4 separate regions of the Mus musculus genome follow, and all the other regions are linked to region 3. A link is a contact called in public HiChIP or PLAC-seq and promoter capture Hi-C data. All regions are on one chromosome and are shown on one strand. Each heading gives the region's core, a stretch centred on a gene start, on an enhancer-like site or on the middle of the called end of the contact. The rest is flanking DNA. Distances are from core to core; before and after follow the strand shown.

What was found. Promoter capture Hi-C pulls out the DNA fragments that hold promoters and counts their contacts. HiChIP or PLAC-seq counts read pairs in DNA pulled down with a chosen protein or histone mark.
Region 1: a contact with region 3 is called in an H3K4me3 HiChIP or PLAC-seq map of stem cell-derived neural progenitor cells, with 5 times the contacts expected there. The contact joins the promoter of 2310022A10Rik here to the promoter of Tmem145 in region 3. A contact is called at or near these places in 3 of 39 promoter capture datasets (cranial neural crest, embryonic stem cells and liver) and 2 of 115 datasets of contacts at active chromatin or transcription factors (astrocytes and stem cell-derived neural progenitor cells).
Region 2: a promoter capture Hi-C map of liver shows a contact between it and region 3, with 2.6 times the contacts expected there. The contact joins the promoter of Dll3 here to the promoter of Tmem145 in region 3. A contact is called at or near these places in 1 of 39 promoter capture datasets (liver) and 1 of 115 datasets of contacts at active chromatin or transcription factors (astrocytes).
Region 4: a promoter capture Hi-C map of liver shows a contact between it and region 3, with 4 times the contacts expected there. The contact joins the promoter of Eid2b here to the promoter of Tmem145 in region 3. A contact is called at or near these places in 2 of 39 promoter capture datasets (both in liver).

What each region holds. Positions count from the first base shown.
Region 1 is chr7:27,551,908-27,555,283 of GRCm38.p6, reverse strand. It overlaps 2310022A10Rik (RIKEN cDNA 2310022A10 gene), which reads right to left and starts at 1,994. Exons shown (of 10, transcript NM_175107.5): 1 at 1,931-1,994. It overlaps Pld3 (phospholipase D family, member 3), which reads left to right and starts at 2,066. Exons shown (of 14, transcript NM_011116.2): 1 at 2,066-2,286.
Region 2 is chr7:28,300,379-28,303,500 of GRCm38.p6, reverse strand. Dll3 (delta like canonical Notch ligand 3) reads left to right here and starts at 1,716. Exons shown (of 9, transcript NM_007866.2): 1 at 1,716-1,817; 2 at 1,936-2,217. The coding sequence starts at 1,755.
Region 3 is chr7:25,304,738-25,308,162 of GRCm38.p6, reverse strand. It overlaps Tmem145 (transmembrane protein 145), which reads right to left and starts at 2,055. Exons shown (of 15, transcript NM_183311.2): 1 at 1,880-2,055; 2 at 1,000-1,074; 3 at 808-885; 4 at 629-715; 5 at 445-546; 6 at 258-342; 7 at 89-160. The coding sequence starts at 1,999.
Region 4 is chr7:28,275,969-28,279,426 of GRCm38.p6, reverse strand. Eid2b (EP300 interacting inhibitor of differentiation 2B) reads right to left here and starts at 1,721. Exons shown (of 1, transcript NM_001177427.1): 1 at 1-1,721. The coding sequence starts at 1,646. The coding sequence ends at 1,191.

The DNA of each region.
Region 1 (3,376 bases), core at 745-3,244, 2.2 Mb before region 3:
CATATAATAAATAAACAAATCTTAAAAAAAAAAAAAGACAGCTCTCAAAACTCAATTCTAGAAATACCATTTACAGAATCCACATGCTACGTCCTTCAAGGTCTTGAATCCAAAGCACCAACCATGCTTACAGCTTTAGAATCCCAGCATTCAGGAGGCGGTGTAATAGCACCATGAGCTTGAGGACAGTCAAGGCAAAAGCCTAAGGCCCTGTCTCAAAAAAGCCAAAGAAGGGGTGGAAAGGTGGAGAGGAAGGGGGGAGGGGAACTTAGACCCAACCCTGACCTCAGGCAGGTAGCTCTGCTTTCTGGGACTCCCCCTCTTGGAGCCATTTAAGGACGGTCCCACTACTGCTCATCATAGCAGCAGGTACCTGCAGTCTTGGCACTTGGGAAGTTGAGGCTTTTGAGTTCCAGGCCAGGTGTGCTCCGTGGACAGCCCTTACCTCAAAAAGCCGAGGGCTGGGAAACTGCTCAGTGGTGGGGCACTTGCCTAGCGTGTGCCTGGCCTGGGTTCCATTGCCAGGACTTTAAAGTAAATGATAGGACAACCTACTCAAAGGTGCCTGCCATCAAGTCAGACAACAGGAGTTCTGTCGCCTGAACCGGCATCCCACTCGGAGAAAGAGAACTGACTCCCAAAACTTTTCCTAATCTCCACAGAAATGCATGGGCAGGTACATCAATGGGGAAAAAAATTAAAAACAAGTACCTCTGCTTTTCTCCTGGGGGGGGGGGGGGCGGCAGGTGGGGAGGGGCAGAGAGATAAGTAGGCTAAGTAGGTAAAGGCCACCAGGCCAAGCTATCCTCTGGTTTTACATACAGTGTAATAAAACATGTCATTTAAAATTAAAAAATATATATATTAGAGGGGTTAAAACAGCAAACTCAAAGTTCCTACAACTACGTCTGACAGGTATTCATTAAATCTGAACTAAACTAGTGACAGACTGGGACAGTTGTAGACCTAATGTAAGTTGCATGCAGATGTGAGGTGGAAACCAAGTATATAAGACTATTTAGCCACCCTGGCATGATAGCAGAGGCTTTTAATCCCAGCACTGGGTAGAGGGGCAGAGGCAGGCAGTTTATCTGTGAGTTCAAAGCCAACCTGGTCTATGTAGTGAGTTCCACGACAGAAAGAGCTACAAACAGAGACCCAGCTTCAAAAATAATAAATAAGTAAATAAACAAACAAACACACAAACAAAACAACTTTTCAAGTATCTTTCATTTACTGCCCACAAATGAAGAGGAATGTTCTATTTCTATTGTATTTCAAGTTAAGGTTCCCTTCTCCTGGCTAGGATAACAATGCAAAATGCCCCCTTTTAAATTGAGGAACATGCATTAGTCATTATTTTAAATCGCTATTTCAGGACTCAGGAAAGAGGCAAACAATCTTCTTGACTGTTGTTTTGCTTCCTTTGGGCTTCCCTCCTCTATGTTGTTAGAACTCTCAGCTACAATCCCGATCCACCGAGCTGTTGGTATGCCAAAGACATTCATCAGGATCCACACGACGAACATAGGAGCCTGAGATTATCGGTTTTCACTAAACAGAGAAAACTTGGGCTCAGAAAGGTAATGACACAGGCCCAGTTCTTGCAAAGGGAAGCTGGGATTAGAACCCAAACCCGCTGGCCTGCTAGCTCGGGCAGCTCCCGCGCGGGTACCCATCATCAGTGCTAACGAGGATGGAAGAGTAACATGGAGAGCTCTGAGAGCAGAACGGGTGTGCACGACCTGACGTCCCATTACACGGGTTCTACGGTCAGCTTCTGGGCCCCCATTGTACAGAAGAGGAAACTGAGGCTCAGAAAGAGAAATCATTTATCTGATCGTACAGTATGGGCTGCGCGGGAAGTCCAGACCCCCGGCCACCCCGTATCTCCATCCCTAACCTCCTCCGTCCCAGTCCCGCACCTCACCTGGCACTCTGGGGCCCGCACCCCCACGAGGCGCCCGCCCGCCCTCCGGGTCGCGCCAACTGTCAGACACTCCTCCCTCGGCCTGGGCCGCCCGCCCCGGAAGTCCTGCCCTTGATACCGGAAGCCAGACTGCACCTTCCACCAGCCGCTCTAGCCCTCCTAGCCTCCAACCAGCAAGAGAGTGTGGGGCGGCGACCATCACATGACAACACAGAGCCTCGGTCGCGAAGAACGCCGCCAATCAGAAAGGATCAAGTCTAGCCCCCACCCTGCCCGCAGTCTAGCGCGACTGCGCCTGCGCACAGGTGGGCGGGAAGGCGGGGCTAGGTTCTGGAGTAGAAGACTCTGACGTGCAGGTACTGTGCGATCTGGTGCGCGACACCTTGGCTGCCCTCCCTGTGTCACCCTCTCGTCTATAATGCATCTCTTCTATATCGTCCTTGGCCCACTTAGGTGCCCTCATCCCTTCTCTTAAATCATACCCCACTTAAATCGTCACCACCCCTCCCCTTCTGACGCCATGACCTCTCTCACATCGCCCCCTCCTTTAAGAAGTAATTTTTGTTTTTTTGTTTGTTTACAATTAATTGAGTATCTGTGACTGCATTTACCCGAGGAGATCAGAAGATGTCTAATTCCCTGGATTTGTAGTTACGAATGGTTGTGAGCCATCCCATGTGAATGCTGGGTTTTCTAGTTCAGGTCCTTTGGAAGAGCAACAAGTGCTTTTAACTGCTGCACCATCTCTTCAGCACAAACATTGTCCTTTTTATTCATTTTCATTCCCCTTAAGCCCTGATTGGCCTTATATGCTCAGTTTTCTCTTTTTATGTGACAGGGTCTCCTTGTAACCTCAAAGTATGTCAGCTCAGACACGCCCCTGCTGTCCCCAGTGCTCCGCTGGTCACTCTTCCATCTTTGTTAGCACTGGGTACCTGTGCGGGAGATTAGCATTCAGTCACCAGTGCAACTCAGGCTGGCCTTGAATTTTAGATCCAATTGCTCAGCCTCCTGAGTGTGGGGATTGCAAGCACTGATGAGCCGGTCTCTCTGTCATCATTGTCTTAGTCACCCACACATCTCCTTCATGAAACCCCCATTTCCCCTAAATCTCTTCATACCAGTTATTCTTGTACTTCCTGTTTCCATCTCCCCTTAGATTACCCTCAAATCGCCCTGGTGTCTCCATCTCTCCACTAACACATCTGTATTCAGCATTACCCACAAGGAGCCACCCAGCCTTATAGCTTTCCCTCCTCTGTGGGTACACGTTTCACATATTTCCATGGTGTGGGATATTATATGGTATTCTATGGTATCCCAGGGTCCCAGCTTCACCCCTAAACCTGTGGGAAACCCAGGCCACCAAACCATGCCTCTCCAATTCCTGCTTTCCCATTTGTAAAATGCACAGTAGCCAACAGGTTTGTGTGTCTGTAAACCCAA
Region 2 (3,122 bases), core at 467-2,966, 3.0 Mb before region 3:
GGAGGGTTTTGGGCTGGCCACTCTGTCTCAGACTAGGCAAGGGCTGGGGTGGTAGCTCAGCCGGAGTGCTAACCTAACAGGCATAAGGAGTGTTCACAGGAAAGAGAACTGAGGAGAGAAGCAGTGGTTTGGGGCCTTAGAGGTGTTTGTTTGTTTTATATTTTTATATGTCTGGGGGCAGAGTAGGCATGGGCATCCGGTAAGAGAAGAGTGGTGGGGGTAGTTCCTGGCCATGTGGATCCACGGGTGAAAACAGGCTTGGCAGAAAGTGCCCTGCCTAAGTCATCTCACCAGCTGGAAGATGCTGTTTTAGACCGGATGGAATGATCTGGAGCGCCTCTTTGGAAGGTGTGTGCCAGCAGAGTCTACAGTGAGAGGAAAAGCTCCTGGGATGGCTGGTCGGGCAGGCATGATCGTCCCAGGGCCTCAGCCTTTGCTGTTCACAATGTGTTTGCTCCAGGATCCTCCTCACACCCCAGGCCTTAGCAGGGGCTCTGTTTCTGTGCGTAACAAAGTCCTAAACAGCTAAGACTTTCAGAAATCCCTTAAAGTCTGCTTTATTTGTGATTCAGAGCTCTGGAAATACCACCTTGCCTCGTGGTGAAGCAAAACCAGGTGTGGTAGGGTTTTGTGGTATTTTCCTGTATTGGTTTTGAGAAAGGCTTTATGTCGTCTAGGCTGGCTTCTTTCTCTTGTTTGTCCTGCTTCTGCACTGCTGGGATTACAGGTCTGCCATGCCCACCCACGCCTCTTTTTCGACTAAACATTTAGTGGGACTATAGCCGTCTCCCCTCTACAAGACAAATGTGGATATAGGAGCAACTTATATTTTCCCTAAAATTACTAGCTCTGAGTATTAACTTAGTATTTACTGGGGGTGGGGAGTGGGTTTCCTCTGTTTCTGCAGCCTTGCTCACCGTCTGACTTCAGCACACTAGCCTGGGCACCTGCACCTAAATTGTTTTACTTGCCTGGATCCTGCGAAATCCCACCTCCTCGCCCCCCGGGGTGGGATGAGCAGCTCCATTCATCTGGGGTGGAGAGTGGGGCCCTGGTGCCCGAAGACTGAAGACTAATTTCCTGTCCGTTTGCCTCTCACACCTTCCTGAGCCCAAATGGGAGGCCCAGCTGCGGCCCAAGGGGGAGGGGCACGGCCGCCCGGCAGATGGCGACATTTACATACAGCTGGGAGGCCCCTCCAAGACCAGGATCCTAGCCTGGCGTCTGGTGGCGATACTGGCTTCGCGGAGGGGGGGCTTTGTTTTAAGAAGGGGAAACACACATGCATACACACGAGAGGTCTTCCACAAACACACAGGGGTCCACACAAAGAACTCAGGATTCTTCCTCACCGCCTCCTCTGTGGGGCTCCGAAACACAACCTCACACACAGCCGGCTGGAGACGCATTCACTGCACTCATGGGTTCATAGGGTCCTCCACAGCGGACAGGAGCTCACATAAGTACATACATGATAGAGAGGAATGCACCTGTATTTCCGTTCTCCCACTTCAGTACGCACAGTATCTTAGAAATTAACCCCTGCCGCTTTCAGATTGGCGCATGCAATCACACTCAGGATGAACCTCACCAAGTCGCCCACATAGAGTTACTGTATCCCTTTCCCTGGGACCCCTCTCGGCCGGTAGCTAAAAGACTGGCCTGAAGGGGCGGAGCGTCCCCTCAAATATAAGACTCCGGCATCCAGCAGCTGCGACTCCTGAGACTATTTCCCCATCCTGTCCCCCAAAGCAATGGTCTCTCTGCAGGTGTCTCCGCTTTCCCAGACGCTGATCCTGGCTTTTCTTCTTCCTCAGGTCAGATACAGAAAGGAAAGGAACAGATGGGGTTGGGCCGAGACCTGGAGGTCTTAGAGACTTTCATGGGGCACACAGATACCTAGGTCCCTTAACCTTGTGGCCCTCTCTGTCCCAGGCACTGCCAGCTGGTGTCTTCGAGCTACAAATTCATTCTTTCGGGCCAGGCCCAGGCCTCGGGACCCCACGCTCCCCCTGCAACGCCCGAGGCCCTTGCCGCCTCTTCTTCAGGGTCTGCCTGAAGCCCGGAGTCTCCCAGGAGGCCACCGAGTCCCTGTGCGCCCTGGGCGCAGCACTGAGCACGAGCGTCCCGGTCTATACGGAGCACCCCGGAGAGTCAGCGGCTGCCCTGCCGCTGCCTGATGGCCTCGTACGTGTGCCCTTCCGCGATGCTTGGCCGGTGAGTCCAACCTCCACCTCTTTCTGTCCCCCCCCAGCTCCCGACACCATCCCGTGCCCCAGAGCCTTTACTACCCCCTCCTCTCCGAAACCCACATTCCCAGACCCCCTCCGCTATTCTCTTCAGGGATGTCTTAAAACTGGGCTTCTCATCTTTTTGTGGTTGTGTGTGTGTGTGTGTGTGTGTGTGTGTGTGTGTGTGTGTGTGTGTGTGTTATACTCACGAATACGCTTTACAGCGATATGTGGACAATTTCAGTTCTGCCCTTTATTTACCATGTGGGACCCAGGGGGTTGGACTAAGGTTTTCAGTAAGTGTTTTTTACCCAGTGAATCCTCTTCTCATCCTGTTTTGTTGTTATTGTTTGTATTTTGTTTTGTATTTTTAGAGACAAGCCTGGCTGTCTCTGAGTTCACTATGTAGCTAAATCTGGTCGTGAGTTCCTGATCCTCCTGTCTTCACTCACTCCCATCTCCCAAGTGCTGGAGTTATGGGGTGCAATAGCAAGTCGAGTTGGGGTCTTTGTCTTTATTCTAGATCTCTTCTTTGGACCTGGGGCTCCTCTCAAGCACTTTCTTGAGGTCACCTAATCTCTCATGTTTCCAGCCTTAGTTCTTTTGGTTGGGACATCAGGTCACTTACTGAATCCTGGTCCCCATCCCTGTACCCTGCACATCTCAAAAAGAATCAGGGCCCGTATTTGAAATGTAGACATTGTTGGGAACTTTTTCCATATTTTATTTCCTCACCTGTAGATGGGAACACCTTAGTATGTCCTTTTGGACAGGGTCTTGCTAGATACCCCAAACTAACCTCATATTTGAAACCCTCCTATCTCAGCCTCCTGAGCGCTGGGATTACAGGTATGTGCAAACACACTTGGCACAATGGCGTATCCAGAATGA
Region 3 (3,425 bases), core at 806-3,305:
CCAGGTGTGTGTGTGTGTCGGGGGGGGCATTTCCATATCTCAGCTCTCCCACTTGTCCCACCTCTCCCCCCGAATGTGCTGTACTCACATCCAAAGTAACAAGAGAGGACAAAGATAAGGGTGAAGATGAGGAGAAAGGTCACATCTGTCTCCAAAATCCCTAGGATTCAACGGAAGAGGTGGGAAAAGGTTTTTGGAGTGGGCATCTCTGCCTGCTGGGGCTTCCATCCTGCACTGTTCCTCCCAGATCTGCTCACCAAATTCATCAGCTGAGAAGTGCCGTGTCCAGAAAGACTTGCCGTTGGTAAGGACCATCTCATACTCCAACTGCAGCCCGTCTCCCTGTGGGGAGTGGGGAGGCCTAAGTGGGGCTCTGGGCAGGTAGGAGGAAGTCAACAGGAAGGGAAAGAGGAGAAAGGCCAGGCAGCTGCCCCAGGCCCTTACCCCACACTTGCTGAGTGCGATATACCACCATCTTTCACGCACAGAACGGAAGCTGCGGCCACTGGAGCAGCTCAGGTAGCGAGTTCCCTCCTCTGACACCACCTGGGGAGAAGCCAAAAGGCTGAAGTCTCATCTGCAATGCCACCAGGCCCTAGACCTTTAGCACCTCTGCACTGCCTCGCACCTGACAGCCCGACCAGGCGTACTGAGTGGTGAGATTGATGACCTGGTTGTTCTCTGGCCTGATCACCGACTCCTTGGCCAAACAGTCCTAGGGCAAGGCAGAGGCATGGTCACCCTCTGAATGGCTGTGGCCTTCTGTCCCTGGACACCCCTCACATACCCACTCTTCACAGCTCTCACCTTGTCCCTTGCCTTGTACACCGCTGGCCACTGGGATGGGTCGTCAAAGTAGAGGAGGATGTTCTGACAGCACTTAGCCTGAAGACCCAGAGATTTGGCGGTTGGGGTGTTTATAGCAGTTGGAGAGCTTTTGCCAAGGAGGGCCAAGGGAGTGTCCAGCCTCAGCTAAGGAGAGTGGCTAGGGAGACTCACCTCGGGGTATCGGAATCGGAAGTCCAGTCGTCCATAATCCGAAAGGAAACAAAATCTTGTCAGGAACACCCAATCCTGGCAAAAAGAATCCAGTGAGATCTGAGTCCTTCAAGAACTCAGCTTGACCCTACCCACAGACCCTCAACTTTTCTTCTCTACCCAAAGCCACTTAGCTTCCCAAACACCACAAAGCAGCTAAGTCACCTCCAGAATTCTTTCCAGATCCTTTTGCTGTGTGTCCGATTTTCTGCTGCCCTGGTTTTCTCCCTCAGATGTCCCTCAAGTTTCTTTCCCCCCCACCCCCGTCCTCCTCCTCCCCATCTTCCAGACACACTGAAAAAGACCAGGGATGGCCAGGTGCACATCCCCACCACCATCTGTCCTGGACTCTTTCTCAGCTGCATTCCCCCAGTTACACACACACATGCACACACATGCTGAGAGAGAGAGAGAGAGAGAGAGAGAGAGAGAGAGAGAGAGAGAGAGAGAGAGAGAGAGAGAGAGAGAGAGAGAGAGAGAGAGCAGCCCCAAGGTGGTCCCACAAACCATGCCATCATGACATCCTGGGCAATCTCCCAAACCTTCCTTGCTGGTCCTGAGCAGGCCAGGCAACCTCCACTTGGTGGAGTGAGGGGTGCTGTCCCTTCAGCACCACCATGGTGCAGCTCTGTTCCCCGTAACTCTGACTCTGCCTACCGACCCTCCCCACCCAGGCTGGCCTCGACAGCCACCATGCAACCCCCAACCCACAGCCTTCTCCCTGGTCCGGGCCCCCATTCCTCACGCCCCGGCCCGGGAGGGGCGCAGGGGGCGGGGCGGCATCATCCCCTCTTGGGTCCCGCGGGCCAGGGAACGCTAGGAGATGGCTCGGTGTGCTCACCTCTTTGGAGCTGAGGTTGCCCCGCACGTACTTGGCCCGGGTGCGGGGGTACAGTGGCAGCAGCAAGAGCAGTAGCGGCGGCAGCAGGCGGCGCAGCACGGGCGCGCGGGAGGGCTCCATTCCTCCCGCTCTGGCCTCGGCTCGGCTCCGGCTCCCGCTCCGGCCCGGTGACGGAGGCGAGAGCGCGCGGGCTGGCCAGCGCGCGCCCCCGATTAAAGGGGCCGCTGGACGCAGCGGTCTCCGCCCCCTCCTCCGGGATGGACTAAACTGTCTCCTACTCTTCCCACCTGAGAGAGAACATTCTCTTGTCACCTCACCCCAGCTGTGATCCTCTTCTACAGGCGTCTCAAAGAAACCTCAGGATGCGTGTGTCCTAAACTGAACTCACATTCCCGCAAGCAAGGGTCTTCTTTGGACTGCAGACTCCAGGATTTAACCGAGAAAACCGAGCTCTGTCCTGACCACTGATCCCCAGTTTTGACCCCAAATTATTCTATTATTACCCATTCTCTAGATTTGGCAAACCTTGTGCCCATAGACACACAGAAGATGAGACATTGTTCTGGGACACACACATACACACACACAGTAAAACCTTCTAACAAAACAATCACTCCTGACTGCCTGCCCCACCCCTAGGGTGTGAACCCCAGCTGCTTGAGACAAAGGTGAGATATGGAGGAGCCAGTGCTCTAGCTGCCAGGGCTGGCTTTGTCATGTCCCTACCAGAAGACCTAGGACAAATCACTGGGCCTCTTATCCCTTAGTGTAGTTTGATGCCCCCCACCCCCACCCATGCTGCTATTAATTCTGTCATTTCCCATAGGGCAACTGAGAGTCCTGGGAAGGTCTTCCAGCATCAGACTCCAACAAATATTCCTAGCTTTATCCTTCACCCTCCACTGCAGAAAATTCATTCACTGCTGCTCAAAATGCCATTTCAAAAGCTTTCTGGCTAGACACATCTGCGGGGTAGGGGGACAGGCAATTCTTTGTGAATTCAAGGCCAGACTGGTCTCTGCATTAAATTCCAGAACAGTCAGGACCACATAAGTGAGAATCTGTTTTAAAAATGGGGGAAAAAAAAAAAAGCCAGGCAGTGGTGGCGCACGCCTTTAATCCCAGCACATGTGAGGCAGAGGCAGGCGGATTTCTGAGTTTGAGGCCAGCCTGGTCTACAGAGTGAGTTCCAGGACAGCCAGGGCTGCACAGAGAAACTCTGTCTTAAAAAAAAAAAAGAAAGAAAGAAAGAAAGAAAGAAAGAAAGAAAGAAAGAAAGAAAGAAAGAAAGAAAAAAGAAAGAAAAAGAAAAAAGAAAAGAGAAGGAAAAGGAAAGTATGAACAAAAAGCTTTCTGGCTGGAGATGTAGCTCAGTGGTAATATGTTTGCCTAGCTTATGTGTAAGGTCCTGAATCACATTCCCAAAATAGCAAATAAATGAAATTCCTGGAGTAAGACATGGTACATGCAATTAACCCCAGTACTTGGGAAACAGACTGGTGGATTGCTCCAAATTCCAAGCCAGTCTGGTCTATACCATAGGGAG
Region 4 (3,458 bases), core at 472-2,971, 3.0 Mb before region 3:
AACCTATATAGAATTACTTCCATGATAACTGAACATATCAAACCTCAGATGCTGATATATGTACGTACTATGTAGATTTGTTTACATTGCACGTGGATGTGCACCAGTGGTGCTTGGAGGAAATGGGTGTGGATTCTTCCACCTTCACCTCTTGGGTCCAGGGATCAAATTCAGTAATAAGGCTTAGCAGCAGACACCTTTAACCACTGAGCCAAAACCCTACCCTACCTTGATTCAGAAGGAATGGGAGCAGGGCAAGAAGGCTTGGGGTCCATCCTCAGCACCCAAGATTGGGGGATAACTAGACTGGTACCAGTTCATATATGCCTTATAAAATCTGTTTGAAAAACCCTACAGAAAACACAAATCTGTATGGATACCTATTTTCAATTTGGCAGATAAGTTTAACTTCCCATAGTATCTTTTGCAGAATTTGAGTCTTGTGTCTGTATTATTTAAATAATCACTCATCTATTTCCGCATGGTTACAACTACACAAGGTCTGGAAAAATATTCATCTCACAACACATACATGGTTTTCCCTATCTGAATATTTACAACTCGTCTACAGAACATCAAACACAAGAAGTAACGATACATGGATCTTGTCAGCTGACGATGGGACGACCCTCAATTCTGAAATGTCCAAGTGGTTTACAGCTTTCTTCTTACTCAGTAAAACCCGGGAGGAACAGAATCTAGCAAGCACATCCCCTGGTTTCTTCCCGCATCTCCGCTGATTTCTATGGTCTTTTTCATTGATATTTCTTAGACTTCATCTTTGCAAAACCATCGTCCTTCGCAGTGAAGCAACCATGATTTTCAACAAATGCAGGGGAGGGAAAGATTGCTGACAGTCACAAGGTGGAAGTCAGAAGAGTCCTCTTTGCTTGTCAGCCTCAAGCCTCAAGTGCCCTTCTCTCTCCCGGCCTGCTTCATTCCACCCTGCCCACGGCTGGATTCTGGCATGGATTCCCCACCTCATGACATTTGCCCAGACATCTGCCTTTGCCCTTGATTCTAGGAGTCACCTGACTTCCTGGCCACCAATCTTTTATTTTTATTTTTTATTTTTAAAAGACAGTCTCCTGTAGCCCAGGCTGGCCTCCAACTCGCTACATGGCGGAGGATGACCTTGAAGTCCGGTCCTCCGGCCTCCTTCCTCGGAGGTTATAGGTGAAGGCCACCCCTCAGTCGGCGTTGGGGCCGCGGGCGTCGGAGGCCGTGAGCGCCAGCATGAAGGCGCGGGCGTGCGAGTCCATCTGCGGGGGGTTGGCGTCGAAGGCCGCCTCCCTGGCCCTGCAGCCCTCCACGAACAGCCGGCGGCGCTCCTCGATTTCGTGGAGCAGCCTGGTGGGGATCAGGGGGTTGGTGTGCAGATAGTGTTGGAACATCCGCTGCTCGTACAGCTCTAGGAGGAGGAGCGGCGCGTGGACGTGCGGGATCGCCATCAGGCCCGCCACGCCGGGGAACTGCCCGGGAGCCAGGCCCGGGGCCGGCGCCATGGGCTGGGAGGCTGTGGCCAGCGGGTCTTCCTGGGCTTCGGGGACCGGACTGCCTCCGCCCAGTCCCACCTGCAGGACGTCGCCGACGCCGTTCATGGGGCTCAGGTCCGGGATCCTGCTCTCTCCGGGAAGCTCGGACATTGCCACCGTTGAATCCTCAGAAGCACCGGCTCCGGCGGCAGCGTGAAGATGTGCGCATGCGCGGGCCTCGGCGCCCTGGAAAACAAAAGTGCTTGCGCAAGGACGGGTGCCCGGACCTCTATCGCCCTCTAGGGGTGCCATGTGCCATTACCGCCACGGCCGCCTCAAGTTCTGAACCAGCAGGGGCGGCATCACATACTTTAATTTATTATTATTATTATTATTATTATTATTATTATTATTATTATTATTATTATTATTTTATTGCCTTGTTTGAGGCAGCGTCCATGTACATTTGGCTGGCCTGGAACTCATATATACACTCAGATCTGCCTGCTTCTGCCTCCAGAAAACTGGAATTAGCGGTGGTGGCGGCGCACGCCTTTAATACCAGCACTCCGGAGGCAGAAGCAGGTGGATCTCTGGAGCCAGATCCAGGACAGAGAAACCCCGTCTCAACAAACAAACAAACACATATATGGATGTTTTGTTACATATCTGTATATGTAAGCCATATGTGTGTCTGGATCCTAAGAAAATCTGAAGACGGTATCGGTAACTAGAGTTCCAGGGTGTTTGTGAACTGGGCTAGAGATAGCTCAGTGGCTGAGAACTTGCCTAGGGTGTAAGGTCTTGGGTTTGACCCCTATCTGAGAGACAGAGAAGAGAGAGAGGGGAGGGGGAAGGAAAGGTGGGGAGGGAGGAAGCAAGGTAGTTTTGAGCTACCACACAGGTTTTGGGAACTGAACCTGGGTTGTCTGAAAGAAAAAGTGCTTTTAATCTCCGGACTGTTTTTTAGTGTGTCTGTGTAAGTCGGAACCGTGCAGCTGTGGAGGTCAAGGTCAACGTCGTGGCCTTCTCTCCTTCCAACCTTATTGAACTCAAGGTGCTAGTCAGTTGTGCTCTACTCTGGCTTCTGTGTCACATTTAGCTTTGAGTGCGCACACGAGTTCGAGCCACGGCAGGTGTATGGAGATCAGAAGATAACTTTTAGGAGTCAGTTCCATCCTACCATGTGGACCCAAACTCAGGTTGTCAGGTTTGGCAAGTGAATGCCTCTACCTAGTGATCCATCTTGCTGGCATATTTTCTTCATTTTTGCTCGTTACGGTTGGTGTAGCCGTTTCTCTCGGCACTTCCATGCCTCTTTCCCCCACGCAGTGGCAGCACTTCCCTTACTTGAGTGTAATACACTGTTGAATCTCCTAGGGTGGCCACTGCCTGTCGATAATCTCAGAAAACAAGAGGGCTACCCGTGGTGGAGCACAGCTGCAATCCCAGTCTTTGGGAGGTAGAGGCAGGAAGATGAGATTATGTTCGTCCTGGGCTACTTGGCAAGTTCTAGGCCAGCCTGGGCTAATGTGAAAAGTGTGCTAAGAGTCTGAAATGCAGCTGTATCTCCGCCACGTAATCAACTCTGCACCTGCCTTCTCGTGCCTTTGAGGAACCCAGAGGCCACATGTCTCCAACCTGTCAATGCTGTCCCCAACACTCGCATCTGGAGCTCAAGCCTGTAACCCCAGCTACCTAGGTGTCCAATGCCGAAAAAGTTCAAGGGTAGCCTGGGCTACAGACTTCAAGGACAGTCTGGGCAACTAAGACCATGACTCAAAGTAAAAATAAGCCTAGGGTTAGAGGACCAGCGAGATGCTCAGCAGGTAATGCTGAGGATGTCTTCAGTTGCATCCCCTGGACCCACAGAGTGGGAGGAAGGCCAACTCCTGCAAGCTGTCTTCTGGCACTATGTATATACTGTGGGAGATGCACTCGTACTGCCTGGGAGTGTAGCTCAGTGGTGCTGCTCTGGGCTCA